2 separate regions of the Mus musculus genome follow, and region 2 is linked to region 1. A link is a contact called in public promoter capture Hi-C data. All regions are on one chromosome and are shown on one strand. The core of a region is the stretch at or near the end of the contact, and the rest is flanking DNA. Distances in the headings are between cores, read along the strand shown. Region 1 holds the start of Scamp3 (secretory carrier membrane protein 3). Region 2 holds the start of Jtb (jumping translocation breakpoint).

The links. Capture Hi-C pulls out chosen DNA fragments and counts their contacts.
Region 2: a contact with region 1 is called in a promoter capture Hi-C map of adipose tissue, with 2.2 times the contacts expected there. The contact joins the promoter of Jtb here to the promoter of Scamp3 in region 1. A contact is called at or near these places in 2 of 39 promoter capture datasets (cranial neural crest and erythroid cells), 1 of 115 datasets of contacts at active chromatin or transcription factors (pancreatic cancer cells) and 1 of 9 other capture datasets (adipose tissue).

Annotation. Positions count from the first base shown.
Region 1 is chr3:89,174,605-89,179,319 of GRCm38.p6, forward strand. It overlaps Scamp3 (secretory carrier membrane protein 3), which reads left to right and starts at 2,787. Exons shown (of 9, transcript NM_011886.3): 1 at 2,787-3,053; 2 at 3,386-3,463; 3 at 4,491-4,619; 4 at 4,713-4,715. The coding sequence starts at 2,988. It overlaps Gm45927 (predicted gene, 45927), which reads left to right. Exons shown (of 19, transcript NM_001310017.1): 8 at 341-470; 9 at 554-636; 10 at 788-867; 11 at 1,041-1,131; 12 at 3,386-3,463; 13 at 4,491-4,619; 14 at 4,713-4,715. Clk2 (CDC-like kinase 2) reads left to right here. Exons shown (of 13, transcript NM_007712.4): 9 at 341-470; 10 at 554-636; 11 at 788-867; 12 at 1,041-1,131; 13 at 1,790-2,483. The coding sequence ends at 1,975.
Region 2 is chr3:90,228,891-90,233,605 of GRCm38.p6, forward strand. Jtb (jumping translocation breakpoint) reads left to right here and starts at 2,707. Exons shown (of 5, transcript NM_206924.2): 1 at 2,707-3,150; 2 at 3,305-3,342; 3 at 3,539-3,621. The coding sequence starts at 3,068.

The DNA of each region.
Region 1 (4,715 bases), core at 1,537-4,036:
ACACCAGACACTTGCCTCTAGTGGTCTGGTACTTTGAGACTTCCACATTATTCCATACCATTTCTTAGTCTTATTCCTTTCCTGCTCTTAAAACGCTACTGTGAGAGCTAGGTGTGGTGGCATATGCCTGTATCCCAGCACTTGGGAGGCTCTGAGGTAGGATTGCTGCAGGTTCAAAGCCTGCCTGGGATACATAAGGAGATCCTGCTTTAAACAACAAAATACTAGGAGCCTAGTTTTTCTGGGTATAAGGGAACAGGCTACCCTTTCCAGACTCTGAAGTAGCTTAGTGTCTGAGCCCCAGTGTGATGGAGAGTCATCCCATCTGCTTTGTTCCTAGAAGCGAGATGAGCGCAGTGTAAAGAGCACAGCCGTGCGGGTGGTGGACTTCGGCAGTGCCACCTTTGACCACGAACACCATAGCACCATTGTCTCCACTCGCCATTACCGAGCCCCCGAGGTCATCCTGGGTAAGGGAGCTCAGGGCTGCCCAGGGTGTGGGATGTGGGGGGGCATATCCTAGGCATCTTAGTCCTCTTCCTCCTCACTACAGAGTTGGGCTGGTCACAGCCATGCGATGTATGGAGCATAGGCTGCATCATCTTTGAGTACTACGTTGGCTTCACCCTCTTCCAGGTAAATGGTGGATAATCCCAGGCTGCTGGGTTTCTTGGTCTGCAGAGGACATTCCTGCTCAGTCCTCTGTCTATATGGCATATTGTCTATATGGCAACTAGTCTCCAGCGCTCCTTGCTGTGTCCTATGCTCTGCTCTCTTTGTTTCTCAGACCCATGACAACAGAGAGCATCTAGCCATGATGGAAAGGATCCTGGGTCCTGTCCCTTCTCGGATGATCAGAAAGACAAGGTGACTCTCACGCGGGAGGCACTAGAGCGTCTCTCCTCGTGGAATTTGTCTGTTAGGCATCATTTTCTTGTTTTCATTGACATCTCCCTAGCCCCCACTTACTTGGGTAAACAAGGGAAAGGGTTTTATAGAAATGGAGCCTTCTGATGCACAAACCTCCCCTTCCCCTCCAGAAAACAGAAATATTTTTATCGGGGTCGCCTGGATTGGGATGAGAACACCTCAGCCGGGCGCTACGTTCGTGAGAACTGCAAACCTCTGCGGGTGAGCCTGGCCAGGGAGAAGTACTGTCCACCATCTAAAGGTTGCTTCTTTCTTCGGGTGGTTGGTCCCTGGAGTGCATTTTCTAAGTGGAGGTTAGGGCAGGAGGGGGAGGAACATTGAAAGAAGATAATTTGGTCAACGGTGGACAGAGGAGATCGAGGGTTCACAGATAACCTCATCTATAGACAACCAGAGGAAAGCAGACAGAAAAGAATAAACTACCTTTGAAAAGCTTACACTTTACACTTTAATGTGGAGCTAAGGAAGAGTCATGAGGTTGACAAGTATATACAAGTAAAACAGAATATTAAGGATTAATTGTGCTAGTGGGAAGGTAGGTTGAGCTGTAATATCAGAAATATTATGACCACATAATGTTGTGATAAGGTAGCTTTCAAATTCCATGCAAGCCGAACTTTGGTTCTTTTTCTAAAGAGCAAAAGTGGGGCTTTAGAGGAAGCAGGGAGTCGTAGGTGACACAGGCCTGCAATCCCAGCACTCGAGAGGCTCTTGTGAGGCCGAGGCAGGTGTTCCAAGTCAGCTGCAGTGCGTAGCTCCAGAACAGCCTCGACTGCACAGTGAGACCCTGTCTTGAAAAGGAAAGAAAGAGAATGAAGTTTGTAAGGCATTGCCTTACCTTCTTCCTGCCCTCCACCAGCGGTATCTGACCTCAGAGGCAGAGGACCACCACCAGCTCTTCGATCTGATTGAAAATATGCTAGAGTATGAGCCTGCTAAGCGGCTGACCTTAGGTGAAGCCCTTCAGCATCCTTTCTTCGCCTGCCTTCGGACTGAGCCACCCAACACCAAGTTGTGGGACTCCAGTCGGGATATCAGTCGGTGACAATTAGGCTTTGGGCCCCCTGCTCCTTGTGTAGCAGTGGGTGTCCAATCCAGGACACTGGTGCTTTTTTATACAAAAGAACAGAGGCAGAACTTGCCCTCTCTCCAGCCCCTGGCTCCTTTGTACCTGTGAATATGTGGAATAGTGTAAATATGACAGAACTTGTACCTATCGATTCAACCCCTGACATGTATATACTACTATTTACACTCTCCCAACCTCATCTGCCCCTCATGTGGAGGTGGATGGGGGGCAGAATGACGTAACCAGGTGGTGTCTACCCCATGTTTTATAAGGGATTTTGTACAGTCTTTGTGAAATAAAATGACATGCTTCATCTGACCCCCCCCAATCCCTGGAATTTGAGGTTCGAGGGTACTGGGGTGAAGGAGTGAAATAATTGGTAGCCATCTGAATTTGGGTATAAAGGCCTCTTTGTCCTGCCAACTTAGAGTCACTTATATGCACTTTGTATTCTGAGGTAGTAAAAATTAAAGTAGATGCAATCAGGTAGAACTTGTGTGATCTAGAGTAGTGAATGTCAGGAAATAGCTTTGGCCCTGTAAATAAATGGATAGTGACAGTAGCCTTGAAGTTATGCCCTTCAATAGATCCAGAAACCCGTGAAGAAAACTGAGCTTCCCGCCACTAACCTGTGCGCAAAGATACCTTCTGAGCTGCTTAACATGAAGCTACCTGGGATATGTAGTTCATGCCTGCTAGGAAGTCACGTGGAGGAAGTGTGACTCTGGGCTGCGGAGACTGGCTTAGGGATATCACGTGCGGTACTTCCCGCTTTTGGGTTTTTTTTTCCTCCCCCCCCCCCAACTGAGGCGCAGGCGCAGTCCACTGCTGCTGCGGGAATCTTCGCGACTCTTCCGGTTGTTTCAACCAATTGGAGCACAGGGAAGCGAGTGGACCAAGCACACCGGAGGGAGTTCTTTGGGCCGCCACCGCCGTACTGCCGGGGCAGGGGCGTGTAGGGCAGGGGCGGCCGGGTTCACTTGCAAACATGGCTCAGAGCAGAGACACCGGGAATCCATTCCCCGACTCCGGCGAGCTTGACAATCCCTTTCAGGTGATTTGCGCCGGCCTTCTTTGGCCAGTCTGCATACTGTTCTGTGGGGTCGGAATGCTATTCCCATTTGTGACTTTTGACCCAGGGTAGAAGTGTCGCTATGTGAAGGTGGCGGTAGCTCGAGACCAGTGAACATGGGGAGCTAAAGGGTTGCGGGCTCTGCCCCTTTAATGAGCGGGTTCTAGCTATGTAGAGTGATAGACTTGAAGGCAAATGTTGGGAACAACGGCGTGGCACCAAAGGCTCAGTACTTGGAACCACGAGCAGTTTCGGGAAGTTCCTAGGAATTCCTTTGACACCGATTGCCCGCTGAGCCCCGTCTCTGCTCTCAGGACCCAGCTGTGATCCAGCACCGACCCAGCCAGCAGTATGCCACGCTGGACGTCTACAACCCCTTTGAGAACCGAGAGGTGAGCAATTAGAGGGAGCACAGAAGAGCAGGGAAAGCCGAGTGTACCATGAGCTCTGTCTGAGCATCCTGGGGACTTTGTTAATGCAACCAAATGATGAAGTGGTGTGCTTTTAGCTTCCCGAGAGACGTTAGCCAAGCCAAACCTAATCTCGGACAAAAGGGTCATCTAGTTTTGAGTTAAAGAAGTCGGTCCAGGGAAGACTTGTTTGAAGAGCATCAAGGTTGGGGCTAGTCATAGTTGAGAAACCCGTGCGATCAGAGGGCATATGAGGAGGGCAGTAAAAGAAAGTAAGGGTGTGGGGGAGCTGTGGGGATGTAGCTCAGTTGGTCGAGTGTTGCCTACCAAGTGCACTACCCTAGCCCTCAGCACTACATGAACCCAGTATGGTGGCCCGAGTATATAATCCTAGCATTTGAGAGGTAGAGGCAGGTGTATAAGAAGTCACCCTTAGCTAGTAACAAGTTGGAGACCATGATGGCATGTGAGACCCTGCCTCAAAAAACAAAGAGTCAGATGGATTAATGGGTAAAGGCTCAGTTTGCAGCCTAGACTAAAACCTGACTTCAGCCAGTCCCCCAAGAAGGTGATGAAGGCGAGAACAAACTCCTATAAGTTGTCATGTGACCTCCATGTGCATACCATGAGAGAGTGTACACACACACATGAACTCACACACAATAGGTAAATGTAATTTTAAAAATTAGAAAAGTTAGATGTGGATAATTGCTGATGGCATTGGATGTAAGAGGCTGCACAGGACTGCTGCAGCTCTGATGGAGTTGCCCAACTTACATAAGTAGCTTAGGAACGTGGCACAGAGCTGTCAATCCCAGTGCTTAGCCTGAGGCAGGAGGATTGTAAGATTGAGATCAACCCACGTGCCTGTCTTCTCAAAAACAAAACCAAAAAACCCAACGAGGTTCCCAACTTGTAGGGATATGCTGCTGACTTGGGTAATGCTTGCACACAGACTAGATGACTGAGTTACAGGGACTAGGTGATGTCTAAGGCTTGTCTCCAGCAGCCCCCACCAGCCTACGAGCCTCCTGCTCCAGCCCCAGCACCTCTACCGCCACCCTCAGCTCCCTCTGTACAGTCCTCAAGAAAGCTCAGCCCCACAGAGCCCAGGAACTACGGCTCCTACAGCACCCAGGTAAAGAGTGTGTGTGGGTGGTGGGAGAAGAGTCAGGGCTGGGCCTCAAGGTCACGCCTGCCTCTCTCATGCCGCCTCTCATATGCTGGGTAGGCC
Region 2 (4,715 bases), core at 1,457-3,956, 1.1 Mb after region 1:
CCATGGGAATCCCATACCTCAGCTCTTTATCTCAGCATGCACTACACAACGATCTGTGGTCTTCAATAAACAAAATGAACTGCTGAGAAGATGGGTAAAAGTGTCAGCCAGGAAGCCTCACAACACGAGTTCAGACAAGACATAGGGTCGGAGGGCACAGGCTGGCCCAACCTTGTAAAGAGCCAGGTGCTGAGTCACATCTACAACCACAGCACTCCTAGACGAGGTGGGAGGTGGAAACAGGAGAATTGCCAGGAAGAACATAACTCGGGAAAAAGATCCTGCCTTAAGGTGAAAAGAAACTTCTAGAAAGTTGTTCCTGGACCTCCACAAGCACACGTGGCACAAAAGCACTCACACAAACCCACACAACATAAAGATTTTTGAGACAGAGCTCTCACTTATGGGGGAAAACTCCTGCTTCCCCTTAAGTTCAAGGGCAACTTTATTAGGGTTAAATGTTTCCTGGGGCAGACGCTGTAAGATTCAGTGTAGGGCGGAAATGCTATTTTGTTTAAGTCTGCATGGACAAGCTGCCACGAGGTGGGGACAGGAGCGTTAGGAAGAGTAAGATGTCCAAAGTATTTGAGAAAACATGCTTAAAACAGAGATAGAAAAGGGACAGCCACACTTTTCTGAGTAACACAGAAAATCAGGTTAACTTCCAAAACGACACAGCTGTAGCCCTGTGAGATACTGCCTCAGTAAAGTTCCTTCCTTCCTTCCTTCCTTCCTTCCTTCCTCCCTCCCTCCCTCCCTCCCTCCCTCCCTCCCCTCTCCTTCCTTCCCTCCCTTCCCTCCCTTCCAACAAGGTTTCTCTGTGCAGCTCTTGGCTGTCTTGGAATTTGCTCTGTAGAGGAGGCTGGCCTTGAACTCAGAGATCCACTTGCCTCTGCCTTCCAAATGCTGGAATTAAAGGAATGTGCCACTAACGCTAGGCTCTAGATAAACTTTGGCACATTTGGTCTACCTCAAATCTGGAATTATTTATTTCTTTTTACTTCATTGATTTACTTAGTTTTTGAGATAGGGTCTTGTTTACTCTGGAGTCGACATGTAGGAGGCAAAGGCAGAGCTGCTACAGGCTGAAGGGCAACCAGTGCTCCACATTAAGACCCTGCCTTAAATTCAAGCAGCAAAAAGACAGTGACCCCCAAGGAAAATACCAGCTTCTTGTTTTGTTTTTCTAAACATGGTTTCTCTGATTAGCCCTAGTGGTCCTGGAACTTACTCTGTAAACCAGGCTGGCATCAAACTCAAAGATCTACCTGCCTCTGCCCCCTGAGTGCTGGCATTCAAGGGCTGTGCCACCATGCCCAGCAAGATTAACATCTTAGTCACATCCCAGGGAAGAATTTTTTTATTAAAAAAATTATTTCGCCGGGCAGTGGTGGCGCATGCCTTTAATCCCAGCACTTGGGAGGTAGAGACAGGTGGATTTCTGAGTTCGAGGCCAGCCTGGTCTACAAAGTGAGTTCCAGGACAGCCAGGACTACACAGAGAAACCCTGTCTCAAAAAAAAAAAAAAAATTATTTCGTGTGTGTGTGTGTGTGTGTGTTTGTGTGTGTGCTTTGGTGTACATCCTGTGCATGTCTGGTACCGGTGGTGTCCAAAAGAGAGTGTGTAACCTCCTGCAACTAACTGTAGGTTTGAGTCCCTGTGGGCGCTGGGAATCAAACCTGGATCCTCTGGAAGACCATCTAGACTCTTAACTACTGAGCCACCTCTTCAGAAGAACAGATTTTTTTCTCTCTCTCTTTCTTCTTTCTTTCTTTTTTTTTTCTTTCTTCCTTCCTTTGTTTCTTTCTGGACAGAAATTCAATTCTGTCATCATCTAATTCTGGCTGGCCTGAAACTTGCTATGTTTTCAAGGCTGGTCTCAAACTCTACCTACCTCCTGAGTACTAGGACTAAAGGCTTGAGCCACCACACCACCAATCGAGTCGCTGACAAGCTCCTAAATCTAATTCCAATAATACTTTCAATTTAAAATCTCTACGCTCTAATCAGGTAAAGAGGTGACAGGCCTTTAATCCCAGCTCTTGGGTCTTGAAGCCAGCTTGGTCTACAAAACAAGTTCCAGGAGAGAACTACACAGAGAAACCCTTCCTCAAAATAATAACAACAACAACAGCAACATAAAATTAAAAAATATAAGTATCAACCAACCAACCAAATAAATATTAAAAATCTGTGCTCTTAGCCTTGAGATCATTTCCTTATTTGTAGGAGCAAGGACGAGGTGAGAACTACTGAGGTTTTTCAAAGGAATAGCTCTGTGAAGCAGTTTCACACTCACAGAAGGGGAAACAGACACCGTTCATTTGCGTAGAGTCGGGTGGGAGTCCAGGGACAAGAGCAAGTTTCAAATGCGATGCAGTTTCTCTTCCCATCAGATTTCCGGAACCCAAGGTGTCAAGGATGGCCAGGGTGTTAAACCAGAAATGGGGAGGGTGTCACCTAATGGTGAGCCCAAAGTTTTGATGAAGGACCCAAGTACAGACAGAGCGGCATTTGGCCCCTTTTTATTCCTCCCGGCTCTCCTGGTTCTAAACAGACAAGCAGCTGTGTTATCAGGGAGAAGCGAACCCAGAACAAATGAGATCGCCTCTACCACCGGTCCCGCCGGCTCTGCAAACACTACAAGGACCACACTGCCGCGCGGCGCCCAGCTGAAGAGTCGCGTGATCCTGCGCAAACGCAGTGAGATGCAGTTGCCACCGAGTCCGGAACGACAACAGCAGCAAACAGACGAGAGCACCCGGGAAGAGTCGGCGTCGCCAGTGCCGGGACCAGGAGCCTCCGCGAGCAAGATGGCCGCTCCCGAGACCGAGGCCGAGGGGCACGGGCACTAGGTCCGGACCCGCGTACCCCTTTCCCGGACGCCTGCGTCCCCACAAAGACCTCGTGCTTCTAGCAAGACACCCGCATGGATTATTCTCGCTGTGGTCACGAGGCCGTTCCTATAGCGCTCTAGTTGGCCCAGACTGAGAACTCTGGCATCTGGCTGCTCGGAGCTGGAACCTCAGGGAGGTCTGCTGCAACAGGTGCGACCCTGACCGCTCCATGCTCGCGGGCGCGGGGAGGCGTGGCCTCCCCCGGGCCGGCCACCTCTGTTGGCTGCTGTGCGCTTTCACCTTAAAACTCTGGTAAGTGGGTACTGGGGAGAGGAAAGGAGATCGCAGGCGAACCCCATAGTCTACGCCCCAGAAACCAGGACACCTCATCCACAGACGTCCAAAGTGGGTATGCGCTGTCTTCTGCGAGCTCACTGTTGTTCTTACCCCCTTCCCCTTCCTGCAGCGAGGCAGAGGCTCCGGTGCGCGAGGAGAAGCTATCAGGTGGGTGATTGCCCGAGAACCCTGTACCTCTATGGCTTGTTTCTAATGTCTTTTTAGTATACCCAGAACACAGAAAAATAAGGTGCCACATGGAATGAGGGCAAGCACTGTGTTGGGAAGCTAGATGGGCAGAGCCTTTGAGAGAAATGTTTTTTGAATGGTCTTCGGCTGGCCGTTTTTCTCTCTCTCCTTTTAGTGAGCACTTCAACTTCGCCATGTTGGTTGGCAGAAGAGTTTGTGGTGACTGAAGAGTGTACTCCGTGTTCTAACTTCCAGATTGTGAGTATTTGGGTTGTTTGTTTGTTGTTTTGGTAAGCATTCCATTAATGGCTGGGCAGTGGTGGTGCACACCTTTATTCCCAGCACTTGGGAGGCAGAGGCAGGAGGATTTCTGAGTTCGAGGCCATCCTAGTCTACAGAGTGAGTTCCAGGACAGCCAGGGAGGGCTACATAGAGAAACCCTTTCTCGAAAAACCAAACCAAACCAAACCAAACCAAACCAAAAGCATGCCATTAATGTGTCTTTCTTCCTTTCTTCCCAGACTCTTAGGTTATGCTCAAATCATTTTTTTTTTTTTGGTCTGTTTCATTTTATGTATATAGGTATTTTGCCTGCTTGCATATGTATTTGGGGTGGGAGAGATGCCCTAAAAATCCAGAAGAGGTCATCAGATCTCCTAGAATCAGAGTTAGAAAAGATTGAGTTCCAATGTGGGTGCTGGGAATGGAACCCTGTTCTCTCTAAGAGCAACCAGCAACCAGTGTTCTTCACCACCGAGCCATATCTCCAGCCCTCATTTTATTTATTTATTTTATTTTGAGACAGTGTCTCACTATGTAGCACTGTCTGGTCTGGAACAACTCACCATGTAGGCCAGGCTGGTTTTGAACATTGTATTCGTTTTCTGTGGGTCATGTGCCACAGAAGTCAGAGGACAACTTTCTCTCTTCCCACCACATAGATGCAATTTGCTAATCTTCACTACAGATATCTTTACCCACAGAGGCATCTCAGCAGCCCTCAAACTTGAACTTAATTTCCCTCTGAAAATAGGCCTTTTCCACACTGATGGCAGTGTCCTGCTCTGTTCATAAATTTTTTTAATTTATTTTTTTAATTAGGTATTTTCTTCATTTACATTTCAAATGCTATCCCAAAAGTCCCCCAGACCCTCTCCACCTCCCCCCCACCCCCCTACCCACCCACTCCCACTTCTTGGCCCTGGCGTTCCCCTGTACTGGGGCATATAAAGTTTGCAAGACCAAGGGGCCTCTCTTCCCAATGATGGCCGACTAGGCCATCTTCTGATACATATGCAGCTAGAGACACGAGCCCCGGGGGGACTGGTTAGTTCATATTGTTGTTCTACCTA